2 separate regions of the Mus musculus genome follow, and region 2 is linked to region 1. A link is a contact called in public HiChIP or PLAC-seq data. All regions are on one chromosome and are shown on one strand. The core of a region is the stretch at or near the end of the contact, and the rest is flanking DNA. Distances in the headings are between cores, read along the strand shown.

Region 1 (6,827 bases), core at 1,098-3,597:
AGGTCCAAGTATCCGCCTGCCTGATTGTAGCACTGGGCTCCACTTTTTACACGGATGCTGCAACTCTAAACTCAATGCCTTGTGCTTGCCTGGCAGAGACTTTACAGACAGCACCATTTCCCTCCAGCCCTCCTCCACCCCATTTTCTTTTTGAGACAGGATCTTACTATGGTCTGGAACTCTCAACCCTCCTGCCTCAGCCTCTCAACGCTAGGGGTACAGATTCAGGCAGGCTCCACTCTGCCTTCAGTTTTCAAGCCTGACTTCACCACCCAGGCCTTTCCCAGGTTTATTTACAATAAATCCTTTCTTTGTTTAAACAAGGAGAAGCTGGATACTCATTGCTTGTAGCCAGAAGAAGGTCTCAAAGCAACTAATTACCTCCCCGGGGTTTTTGTTGGGGCTAAGGGACATACAAGATAGGGTATACAGCCCTTGCCATAGTCCTAATGCTGTTAGTGATGTGTTTAAAATAACACGGGGTAGATGACATTTGGAAACTCTTCCTAGAAGAGTTCCAAGTCAAATGAGATCTTAGCCCTTCTCAGAAGATCCAGGTCTCTCTTCTCCCTGTTCCTTGTCCCTCTTCCACATAGACAACTGTGGAGCAGTGTTCAAATCTACATTTTCTTCTGGAGTAACCTGACTGGGAGGACGGGAATGGGGTCCCATCTCACTTTTCAGTTTTTAGTATTTTGCATTCAACTAAGTACATTCTTGATGATCAGTGCTGGAAATGGGACTTGGAAAGCATTATGAATAAAGGAAGTGATGTGACTGGCCAGCGTTTATTGAGCACATGCTGTGTTCTGAACACATCCCTAAGAGTTTTACTATTTAATGATTTAATCCTTGATATGTTATTATTCCTCCATTTTCCAAATGAGCAAACTGACACAGCCAATAAATAGCACAGCCAGGGTTTCATTTCAGGGAAATTGATCCAAGAGCCCTGCCACTTGGGCCTGCACGCTCTGACACCTCTCATGTTGAAGGTAGTTGATTAAATAGAGTTGGAGTTAAACCACTCACTGCTGGAGAGCAGCGGAACTCTGGGGTCATTTGATTCCAAGGCAAAATAAAAGTAGACACTGGACCAAAGCCCAGAGGTGATGGGGGTTTACATAACTACGCAGAGTTCCTGATTCCTAGCTGGAATCTTTTAGGCAAGGGCTCTGCCTTTCATGTAATAAGTATGTGCTTCAGCGTGCACAGCTTTGAGGTCTTAATTGGAAAAATCACTCCAAGTAGCAGCTGGTATTCCAAAGGGTATATATGCCAGGACGATCTAATCTGTTGCATCAAATAAAAAGAGGAGGGTGTTAATATCACAGGGTGTCTACTTATAGTTCAAAATTTAGCATAAACTTCTGTCCTCATAGAAGGCTTGCCTGGCCTTGGCTAAAGTCAAGTTTGCCTTTGAAAGCAAGACAAACTTCTGTTTAAGCAAGGTCAGTTGTAATTTTGTGTGTGTGTATACATATATATATGTATATATACATACACACATATATACATATATATATATACATATGTGATACACATAAACATGTGTAATCATACATATTCGTTTCACGTATGAATATCAAGTTGATGGTGACATCACTTTTACCTGCTACAGGTTCCTAGAGGACAGGTCCATGTCAGTTTTCCCCTGCTCGTGTTACCTATAGAGCATCGCAAGCTGCTACGTGGAGGAAAGAATGAACAATACAGGAATGATTAACCGCGGGAAAGGTGAACGATAACTCTGCGTATGTGATGCGCACGGGTGGGCCCCACCCACTTCAACAGCCTGAGATCTGAACAGGTTCTCAGGATTCTGCACCACTCACCAGACAGACCCTTCAGGAAAGTTATGCAAATATCCACTTTGGGAGGCTTAGACACGCATCCCCACCCCACCCCACCCCCCAAGAGTGGAATGAACCCCAAAAGGTGAGCAAGCAGTTTTCAAAGCATGCTTTCAACTCTGCCAGCCCCGCGTGTGTGTTTTCTTCTCCAGTGTTTCCAATTACTGTGGCACTCTCGGTATCCACATCCATCTCCAGCGCATTCCTCCGCAGCTCCTTGCCAGACATATGGGATCAATCAGTGAGCTTGTGAGGGAATGTTGACAGCATGACAGGCGAGGGGTTCTGGTGTCATGGAATCTCCAAGAGTCTTTAGCTGGATCCCAGGCAAGAGAGAGGGGGGAGGAGAGAGATAGAGGAGAGATAGGGAGAGGAGTGGGAAAAGGAAGGAGAGGACAGACAGAGAAGGAGGGAAGCGACTCTGACTTCACTGCCCCCTTCCTTCAAACATTTTATAGGCTTCGGGAGAGAGAAGGAGGAGGAGAGAAACCAAATAGCCGAGAGTCAGAGGAGCACATCCCTCCAGTCCCTCCCGAGTCCCCGAGCTGCCAGAGGAGTCTGGATCGTGTCCCCAGTGTCACATGCAAGGACGCTGAGGTTCGCGGTTGCTACCCCGGGTCCCCTCCGCTTAGTCCGGGAACCTTGGCGCCTCTCTGCGCGCTCGGGGACTGTCGCCTTGCACTCCCCGGGGCCACCGCTCGGTCCCCAGCGGGATGTGGTCGCGCCTGGCCTTTTGTTGCTGGGCTCTGGCACTGGTGTCAGGCTGGACCAACTTCCAGCCCGTGGCCCCTTCGCTCAACTTCAGCTTCCGCCTGTTCCCCGAGGCCTCTCCGGGGGCTCTGGGCAGACTGGCGGTACCTCCCGCGTCCAGTGAGGAGGAGGCAGCAGGGAGCAAAGTGGAGCGCCTGGGCCGCGCGTTCCGGAGCCGCGTGCGGCGACTGCGGGAGCTCAGCGGCAGCCTGGAGCTCGTCTTCCTGGTGGACGAGTCGTCCAGCGTGGGCCAAACCAACTTCCTCAACGAGCTCAAGTTCGTGCGCAAGCTGCTGTCCGACTTCCCCGTGGTGTCCACGGCCACGCGTGTGGCCATCGTCACCTTCTCATCCAAGAACAACGTGGTGGCGCGCGTGGATTACATCTCCACCAGCCGCGCGCACCAACACAAGTGCGCGCTACTCAGCCGCGAGATCCCGGCCATCACCTACCGCGGTGGTGGCACCTATACCAAGGGCGCCTTCCAGCAAGCCGCGGTAAGACCCCCACACACCCAGGCCAGCGGCCTGGGGCCCCTCCTGCCCACCGCTGCCAACCCCTTCTCTAGCCTGGTTCAGCTCCTGCAAGGCTTAAGGTGTCCAAGGGGAGCCAGCGTCCCAAGAAGCACAAATATGACCATTCTCCTGCTGCCCTAGTGAAGGTCCAGACTGAAATGGGTTTTTAAATGCTTAAGGAGGTGTCACATTTCTTAAAGGGTTCCTTGAGGGACCCTAGTAGGAAGGGACCTTTAAGCTCACTTAAGTTTGTGAGGAAACTGTTTATACAAGCTGAAACAGGTATGGTTAACAAATATTTGTGAAGATGGGACATGTAATGAGCTGAGGACAGTCCTAATTCTTTTTCATGACATAGACTTCGTAACTTTGCTTCCAGACTTTAATTGTTTACTAGTTTGTGATAGGCTCTCTCGTGTTTCCAAGACTGGTCTCCGACTTACAACACAGCAGAGCGTGTCCCTGAGTTATGATCCTCCTGCCTCCACCTCCCAAGCGCGGGGATGACAGCCATTGGCCACCATGACTTTATGTTCCAGGTCTTCCTAAACAAATGCTTAGCATATGACAGAAGTAATGTAATTTATATTACTTTTATAAAAATGAGTCTTTTTCCTAACTACAAAGTAATACAAAGTAGGTCATAATTTGGAATACTGAGAAATATTTAAGGCAACCCATCAAGTCAATGTTTGTAGAATAAATGAAACAAAAGAGAATGGGGAATCCGAATAATCTCTTTATCCTTAAAATTCCAGCGGATATACAGTTGAATGTTGTCCAGTATGTTACTCATATGTTATTTCAACAAACTTGCTAACCTACGGTTTTGCAGCCTGCATTCTTCAGCTGTTGAATATGATCAAATGTACATTAATTCATGGTATCCTGTGGCATGACAGTATTGGCTCCCCTTGGAACTGCAGTTACAGGCAGTTGTGAGCTGTCATGCGGAAGTCGGGGTGGGGGTGGGCTGGCAGTGGACTTCAGGCAAGCCATACCTGAGAAAGTCAGTGCTCTTAACCACTGAGCCCTATCTCCAGCCTCATGACAACTGAGTGCTGAGAACTGCTGTGTGGGGAGCACACATTCGTGCCTTTTAAATAAGGAGTTTAGGAAGCCCTCTTTGACTGCTTCTTTAGGAGGGCTTTCTAAATTCCTTATTTAGTAAAATACATGAACATTTGAAAGGTCTTGGTCCACATTGCCACCTCCTCCATTGGAGAGTTGTATAAATTTACATTCTCCTGTTATGTGCATCTGAATACATGATATTTTTTATTGGATATTTTCTTTATTTACATTTCGAATGTTTTCCCCTTTCCAGGTCTCCCCTTCAGACCCCTCTCCCATCCCCCCTCCTACTACCTCTATGAGGGTACTCCCCCACCCATCTACCCACTCTTGTATTCCCACCCTGGCATTCCCTACACTAGGGCTTTGAACATGCTGATGTCCAACAAGGCCATCCTCTGCCACATATGTGGCTGGAGCCATGGGTCGCTCCATGTGTACTCTTTGGTTGGTGGTCTAGTCCCCAGGAGCTCTGGGGGGTCTGGCCGGTTAACACTGTTGCTCCCCCCATAGGGTTGAAAACCCCCTCAGCTCCTTTTAAAACACATTATTGCTAATTTGGTAACAAACTAGAGGAATTGTTCTAGCAAGCTCAATTTTTATAATCTTACATGTAAAATTAGCTATTGTGTTAACTGGGTATTTGTCTCTTTTTCTTTCTAGCCTGGTCATAGTTTTTGCCCTTTTTGCCATTACAGGCATATTTGTTTATTCCTAGTGATTTGCATACACTTTTTCGTGTAGTAAAGCCAGTGACTTTTTTTGCACATGCAGCAAGTATATATTTCCAGCATGTTGTATTTTCCATGCTTATTTATTACTGTGTCATTGAAAGAATAGTTTAAACCTTCATTTGCTCAAATCCATCAAATTTTGCTCTTAAGATCCAGATCTGGATGGCTGTGGAGAGACGGCCCAGCAGTTAAAAGGACTTGCTGCTCTTGTAGAGGATCTAGGTTCATGTTTCAGCACCCACTTGGTGGCTCACAGCCACCCTTAACTCCAGTTTCAAGGGATCCAACACCCTCTTCTGACCTCCCTGGGCATCAGGCATGCACATGGTGCATATATGGAAATGCAGACAAAGCACTCACACGCATGAAATAATCTTTAAGAAAAAAAATACTTAAGTTCTTATATTTCCTTATTTTGTTAGACAACTGTCCACTGCCCAAATGTTTTCCACTTAACAATTGCTTAATCTGGGACTTGCTTAGGGCTCCCATACACAGATGTCTCAGTTTTTAAGGCTGTTAATTGTCCCAGCTCACTAATTTGCTCACTAGACACTAGTTCTTTCTCGATTTAGTTGACTGTTTCTTTAACCATGTAACTATGAATGGGTACTTGGCCCTTTCCTCATTCTATTTCATCCTATCTCAAGTTTAAAGTTCATAAAAATGACTTAGCTATTGTAACTTTACAACATATTTAAGTGTGAGATAGTGAAAAAAGAATCTTCTTTTTCATTTGTCTTGTCTTTCATAGGCGTTTTGTAATGTGACTTTTTAATTTATTTTCATTATAGTAGCAATGAAACTAATAAGGATTTCGATTTCAATATAGAAAACATTGAAGTAATTGGGAGCTATTACATTTTTATAATAGTGCTCTGCTTGCTCATTCAGACTTTTTGTATCAATAGATAGTTATTACTTTTCAAAAGTTCTGTAAATACTTTAAGAAATTTAGACCTAATTATTTGCCACATTTTTATCTATAATTCTATCTTTTGTCGTACTGAGGATCAAACCTAGGCTCTCATAAAAGCTGAGTAAGTTCCCTATCGCAGAGCTGTAGCCCCAGGTCTCTCTCTCTCTCTCTCTCTCAACTTTTTATTATTCCTTTGAACTTTTTACTATTATGAGGCAAGGTCTCATTAGGTTACCCAGGCTAATCCTATACTATGGTCCTATCACCTCAGCTTCCTGAGTCGCTGGTTGTTACAGGCTTAAAAAGAGAGGCCCGATTCAACTTTAAATTTTTATTTTAAACAGTTATTCTTGAACTATCAAAACATCATGATTTTTTTGTATCTGCGTTTCTTCTTTATGTATACATATGATGTATCTTGGACCCATCTTCCCTTATCTCTTCCTCAGCCCTAGCCCTGAACCTCCATCAATCTCCCATCCCCCTCCCCCACCTCGTGTCTTTATTTTTCTTTATAATCCACAAAATTCCGTTAGTGCTGCCACCTGTATATGTGTGTAGGACAGAATCTTACAGCGCTGCCCAGGTCATCCTGAAGCCCTGGGAACAGAGGGGCTCTCATCCCAGTTTCTCATATAGCTGGGACTATAGGCAAGTACCACCACTCTTCCCAGTCAGATTCTTATTGGATTTTATGAGTCTCTTAGACTCATTTTCCCTCTTCATAAATTTTACTTTACAGATAATGTATAGAAAATTTAAAAATTAGAAAAGTTTTCTATAATCATACTGTGGCATGTTGATAGATAATATATGCATATATATGCTTATGTATAATGTATAAATAGTATGTACCTAAAAGTGAAAGGAGCTGTTCCCTCTATGTAGGTTTCTGTGTCACGCATATTTTTTGTCACACTATTTATAATGGAAAATTCACTTCTACCTTATCAGGTTTTGTTTTTGTTTTGTTTTTACAGCC
Region 2 (6,827 bases), core at 2,426-4,925, 540 kb before region 1:
CAGTCAGGTGTGCCTGACTCATTGTAAAAGGGGCAGCTTGGCTCTTCTTCTGTCTTTCTGGCCTTCTTGCTCTGTTCTCTCGCCCCTTTTCCCTTTCTTCCCATTCCCTTCCCCTCTCTCTTCATGTTCTCACGGCCAGCTTCTACTTCTCTATTCTCTCTCTGCCTTTCTCTGTCTCTACTACCCTCTCAACTTCCCTCCCCATGCTCTGAATAAACCCTATTCTATACTGTACTGTCGTGTGGATGGTCCATCAGGGGGAAGGGATGGCTCAGCTTGGGCCTGCAGAGGCAACCCCTTCCCCTACATCTGACTGCTCATCCATCAAACATCTCTCTCTCTCTCTCTTTAATAAAACACAACAGCCTCAAAGAATCTTTGTTTCTTAACTAAAAGATGAAATAAAAGGAGGAGGACATGATGACGACTACTAAAGTATGGAGACAGTTTCTACTGTAGATATGAGGGAGAAAGCAGGCAGGGGGAGAGTCAAGGCGGGACACAGTCAGCTGACCAAGAGATGCTGCCTGGGCCAGGAGGCCAAGAGAATTGTAGCCAAAATGGCTGAGTTACATTATATAGTGTTCAGGCTTGGGGTGGGAAGTGGAAGCCCAGCCCTTAGGAGAAAGGCTTTCAGGTAGCAGCATGCACTTTTATATGTTAAATATGTACTTTACTTAGTAAATTGTCCTGGGTTTCTTTGAGTCCTAACAGTTCCCACATTCCAGCAGAAATCTGCCAGTGGGTGGGTTGTGAAGTTAAAGGGTGAAGGAGGGCTTGAAGGACCCTCTCTTAGGAATAGGATAGTTATAAATAAAATAAAGTGTTTCACATACAAGTGTTTCATCTTTTCTCATAACCTGATGTTTCCCTAACTGAATAAATATGCAACTGCATCTTTTTTGTTACTTGTTTTATTTTTTGAGACAAGGGCTTGTGGTGTAACCTCAAGTTGGCCTTGAATTTCTGATCTTCCTGCTTCAGCCTCTCCAATTCTGGAATGATAGACATGTGCCATGATGCCAGACCACCATCTAGAATAAATTTAAGATGTTGTATCTCAGAAAGTGGCTCACGCTACCCCATCTGACACTGAGTCTGTGTTAAGGTTGTTTTCCATGCCTCTGGAGCAAGCCCACTTGCCCAATAGTTGAGCTGTAATGCTTACTTACTCAGTGTTTCCATGTTTGGGTGACAGCTTTGTTCTTTCTGTCTAGAATCTCTCCACATGTTTACTCCAGTGGAACAAAAACAAAGTGTTAATTCTTGTTGCTTTTGCTAAAGCCAGCCCTGAAAGCACAACAGCTTCAAGAAGTCTTACTTATTCAAAACATGCAAGCGTTTGTTTGGTTTTCTTTTGCTTGTTTTCTTGAGACAGGGTCTCATACTGCTTTGTAGGTCAGACTAGCTTTAAACTCAAAGCGATCCCCTTGCCTTAACCTCTGAGTGGCAGGGATTTTTTTTTTTTAATATAAAACCATTGTGTTGGCTTGAGAACTGTTGAATGCCTTTCAGTGCTGTCCTGTATAGTCTTACTATAGGGAACACATACACATATAAGTAAAAGTTAATTTTATTAAGGTAAAATATTATTGCTCTTCTCCTCTCAATTTTAGAAAATGAAATATCGTATACGACAATCAAGTGTGGCTGGTTTTTGAAAAAATATCAGTACATACAAGGAGTCATCAAAATTTTTATTTGAGATAGGGTCTCACTGTGCAAGTTAGTTCTTGAACTCATCATTCTCCTCCCTCAGCCTTTCCAGTGCTGAGAATATAGGTGACATCATATAGTGACATCATGCTTGGCTTGAACTTTTGAGGATACCAAGATAGGAAAAGAAGTATAAACAATCAGTTACATAGTGGACATCAGCAGAATTAAGTCTTAGCAATAGATGAATTGGGTATAACTAGTATCCAGTGGGTTATGGCACTAATTTATAGCCAGTGCAAAATATGAGCATTTTCTTCATTTTATCATAGCCAGGTTTCTCTTCTGATATAACTGAGGTTCTAGTGATCTCTCATGTAAGAGTCACGGTGAAATTCAGGGAAACTGAGGACCAGTCTAAGAATTCTCCAGACTGGGGCAGTGAGTTTGAGAAAAGAAGAAAAGATGTTGTCTTAGTCAGGGTTTCTATTCCTGGACAAAACATCATGACCAAGAAGCAAGTTGGGGAGGAAAGGGTTACACTTCCACACTGCTGTTCATCACTGAAAGAAGTCAGGACTAGAACTCAAGCAGGTCAGGGAGCAGGAGCTGATGCAGAGGCCATGAAGGGATGTTCTTTACTGGCTTGCCTCCCCTGGCTTGCTCAGCCTGCTCTCTTATAGAACCCAAGACTACCAGCCCAGAGATGGTCCCACCCATAAGGTGACCTCCCTCCTTGATCACTAATTGAGAAAATGCCTTACAGCTGGATCTCATGGAGGCATTTCCCCAACTGAAGCTCCTTTCTCTGTGATAACTCCAGCCTGTGTCAAGTTGACACAAAACTAGCCAGTACAGATGTATACACAGATTCTTGGTGAAACAAGAAGAGAACAAAGACGTAAGAGCAGAAATGCATGACAGAGACTCCCTCCATCTTGGGTCCAGCTAGGGAAACTCTTTAAGCCTGGCAGGATGTTGTTAAGTGGTCCTTTGGCTTTGCTGAGTACCTGCATTTCTGTAGTACTGGAGAGCACTTCTCAGTGGTCAGAGCAAAGAAGACAAAGTCCGGACCCCAGCATAAAATTCAGGAGGAAAGAAGCACCATGAAATGCCTAGAACACCAAAGAGCATGGAAGACTGTGGCCAGTGGGTGGTCAACTCTGATGACGGGAGCTCTCCTTTGAGAAAATTTACAAAATGATTGGCTCAGGAAAATTTTGCAAGTTAATATTTCCTGAACTCTTGGAAAATCCTCCCCTCCTCTCTCTTTTTAAAAAGCAGCTATGTTCCAGAGGTGTTAGGTGCTCATTTCCTGACTGGAGATGGAGCTCAGCTGTAGATTGCTTGCTTAGCATAAACAAGGCTCTGAGTTTAGTTCCCAATGTTGCATAAAAAGACCCAGCACTCTTGAGGGGGAGTCAGGGAGATCTCAGATTCAAGGTCACCTTTACCCAATGCTGAGTTTCAGACCAGCTGGGTTACAGAATGTGAAGAAACGTGAATTTCCTTCTCCTTACTCTCTTATGTCCCCTTATCTTCTCCCCTTAGAAATGTGTATTTGTTTTTTGGAGTGTCTTACTAGTCATTCATATGCCTTCATATTACTTCTCATTTGAATCTGATCATCTACCCTATGGGAAGTTTATTATAAATTAAATATAAAGTTTTATATAAGTCAATTGACACAAAAATAAATGTTCCTATAATTTAAAAGAGTAAATAGGTGCTGGGGAGATGGGCTTATCATTAAGAGCACTTGCTGTTCTTATAGAAGGTCATCTACAATCAACTGAATCAACTAGAAGTAACTACAGTACCGGGGGGCTCTGACACCTATTTCTATCTATCCTCCTTGGGCATCTGATAACACATATCAGAGAGAGAGAGAGAGACAGACAGAGACAGAGACAGACAGAGAGAGACAGAGAGAAACAGAGAGATCAATTATTTTGGTGGGGTTCATGCTAATTTTTATATTCACACTAGGGGGCACTGTGTAGTTATTAAGGCCCTTAGTGTGTTTGCTGTTTTATACTAATGTTGAATTCGAAACTCCTTTATGTCAGTATTTTACTTTCTGTGATAACAGTAGGATATGAAAATGTGTGTTTTTTTCTTCTATAACAGAAAACCAAACCAAACCTAACCAGAATTAAAACAGTGCCTGCTGTTAGGAGAAATGTACATTTGCAAGAGTATGGATTTCTCTTGGCTGTTTTTTTTTCTTTTTTGGTTATAAATTCACATTAGTTGATACAGCCAATATACAAACCACAGTTGTAGCAACCGGAGGAAGAAACAGGATATGACCCCTTCTGTAAGATGCTCATAATATCCCCAAGGAGGCTGGTTAAAATTCCATCTCTCTGCAGCTTAGTCAGAACCCGCTCTTCCGCTCCTGTTTTGGAATGGTTAGAGCCGAGGCTGAAAAGTTACAGAACAACAGCTTCGTGGCTAGATGTCACGTGTTTCTTCATAGAACAAGTTCTCCGGGATCGCCTTGTGACCTGCCCCAGTGCTGCTCAGCCCTTGACCGCAGTCTTGCTGGGGCCCAATCTCTGTTGGGCTGAGGAGGATTCGGGTTCCAAGTCTCCTGCTGTCCAGCTTTGTCATCAAATCAGCCACAAGGCTTTGTCCAGGATCACGGCATACCATAGAAAATGTAAACTATGAATTAGGGAGATTTGAGTTCTCCTATAGACAAATTTAACCTAGCATTGAAACTGCTTTCAAGATTATTTAAGCTATACCTCAAAATATTCTTAAACTTAATTTTATTTGTATACACACTTCATTCAATTATGTTACTTAATATTTTAGAAATGATGTGTCCTCGTTAATTTTCATGTATAATATTTATTAAAAACACATATTGTCTATAGGCTTGCTGCTTATATGGTTGTTATTTGTGACCTTGACCCAAGGTCCGTTCGCTCTGCACTGAAGACCAGATTTACCAGGGGCTTGCACCTGACTGCAGAGTTTGCAAATCCTGGGGCTGTCTTGGGCAAAGCATTTGATTCTCCCAGCTCCGTCCTGATGAGAGTAATAATACCTTCAACATGGTCACTTCACACAGATTAAATGCACGAAAGTGACAAAGTTGGCAAAGTATCTAAAGGACTGTTCTGTGCTCCCATTGCGTCTAATTTCATACCATCAACACACGAGAGCTGCAATAAAAGTTGTGTAGTTAAATGTTCTAAGATCACCCTGAGGCGGAAACACATTTCTTGCATAATGGTGTCAACAGAAAAGTGTATTTACTATTCAGAATGCAAAATAAATTCAAATGATTTTCAATAAATGTTGCATGCTAGAATGTTTTTTTTTTAACTTAAACAATAAGTAGTGTTGGGATTTGAACTTAGGACCACGTGTGTGCTCAGCATGTACTCTACCACTGACCTGGATACCAGGTTCCCAGAAGAGCATTTTGATTCATTTTGTGAATGGTTTGAACAAAAGGAATAAACCAAATAACAGAAGTATGACCTATATTTTCTCAGTGCTTCAAATGCATGTTGCTTAACAAACCACTTTGTGAAGTCCAGTCATTTTCGAGGACTATAGGGAGGTTCCTCAGAAGAGTAAAGAAATAATTGCTGTAACCCAGCAACCCTACTTCTGCGCCTATTTCCAAAGGATTTGAAATCAGTTTGTTGAAGAGATGCCTGATCACCCAAATTAACTATAACACCACACACAACAGCCCAGCCATGGATCCAACCCAAGCGTCATTATGGTTTATATAACAGGATACTCTTTTGCCATCAAAAAGTAGAGAAGTCTTTATTCATCCATAAAGAGAGAAATTATGTCATTTGTTAGAAAATGGATGAATCTGGAGATCAACATATTAAGCAAAGTTGAAGCCAAACTCAGAGAGACAAATATTGCTTGTTTTCTCTTACTTTTTTGGAACATACACACACACACACACACACACACACACACACACACACACACACACACACATTTACTTGTTTTTATTGTGTGAGGGGGTGTTCATATGTCATAGTATTCACATGGGTGGTCAGAGGACAACTTGTGGGACTAAACTCTCTCCTTCCACTGTGTAGATCCTTGGGATAGAATTCAGGTCGCCAGGCTAGGCAGCGAGTGCCTCCGCCTGCTGAACCATCTCAGCAGACCTGGATCCTAGACGTTATGTAGTGTTTATAGTCTCACTGCACTCCCTGTTCAATCTCTTTGCTTCATGCTTTCACTTGAAGATGTAAGATCTCTGCTTCCTCCTCCTGCTGCCATGTTTCCCCACCGCGATGGGCTCTGTTTATCCCACCCTCACCCAGCCCCGATGTCTCTGGCCTGGGTTACTAACTCACTAACCTACGGGTTGACTTAACAGTTGTAACTTAACACTATCAGGGGTGGTTTCTTCTGAGTGTGGGCTGCTGTTCTCTTTCTAATAAATACAGAAGCTAATGTTTTTTCCATGCTAAGCAGACAAAGATCCCCTTTGAGACGTGTAGTCTGAACACCAAACACAGGACCCATTATCTCTGAAACAGTAAGGGCCACATTCAGTCTCTAGAAATGGCTGGGGATCCACTCACATTCAGAAGCATAGAATTTTCACGCATCCATAACGTGATGCCAAACTGAGTTTTGACTGGTGACGCGTGCACCTTATGCTGCGATGCGTACAGGGTTGCACACTGATGGCCGCGCACGGCGCAGAAGCCCACTTCAGACTGCCCGCCAGGAATTCAGTATTGTTTACAAACAAACAGAACCCAAGGACTTCACATTAAAACAGAAGGGGTTCCCAGACATACTGAACGTTGTGTGTGCTTGTGAAGAAATAAGATTATACTTCTTATATATTCTGGATATACTGTTGCATTCAGAATCAGAGATTAAAAACAGACAAAAGAAAACAAAACAAAATTGGGGATTGCCCTGAACTGGTTTATGCACAAGGAGGTGTGGAGCTGAAGATCTGAGCTTATGCATAAGTGGTAGATATGAAGTTAGGGTTCCCCAGACAGACAGACAAAGGAGTAAGCTGATCTCTTAGAAGGACAATATCCAAGCAAGGGTACAATTTTAGGCAAATTTGTAGCTTCTGCTGTATCCCACAGAGGAATGGTAGAGATCACCTCCTAGAGGGGAAGGTATCCAAGGTCCAGGCAAGAGGCTGGGCT

The links. HiChIP or PLAC-seq counts read pairs in DNA pulled down with a chosen protein or histone mark.
Region 2: a CTCF HiChIP or PLAC-seq map of the NIH/3T3 cell line shows a contact between it and region 1, with 5 read pairs. The contact joins the enhancer-like site here to the promoter of Svep1 in region 1. A contact is called at or near these places in 6 of 39 promoter capture datasets (the 3T3-L1 cell line, the C10 cell line, hippocampal neurons and 1 more), 1 of 15 datasets of contacts at CTCF or cohesin (the NIH/3T3 cell line), 1 of 484 Hi-C or Micro-C datasets (bone marrow-derived macrophages), 4 of 115 datasets of contacts at active chromatin or transcription factors (bone marrow-derived macrophages, embryonic forebrain, embryonic limb bud and 1 more) and 1 of 9 other capture datasets (adipose tissue).

The regions. Positions count from the first base shown.
Region 1 is chr4:58,202,116-58,208,942 of GRCm38.p6, reverse strand. It overlaps Svep1 (sushi, von Willebrand factor type A, EGF and pentraxin domain containing 1), which reads left to right and starts at 2,347. Exons shown (of 48, transcript NM_022814.2): 1 at 2,347-3,100. The coding sequence starts at 2,567.
Region 2 is chr4:58,746,534-58,753,360 of GRCm38.p6, reverse strand. No RefSeq gene overlaps it. Among named protein-coding and RNA genes, the nearest start is that of Olfr267, 36 kb to the left of the region's middle. Within about 2 kb of position 3,675, at least 67 of the 459 cell types and tissues checked have an H3K27ac peak or open chromatin away from gene starts, as enhancers often do. A contact at or near this core is called in the NIH/3T3 cell line and adipose tissue, where this site is marked.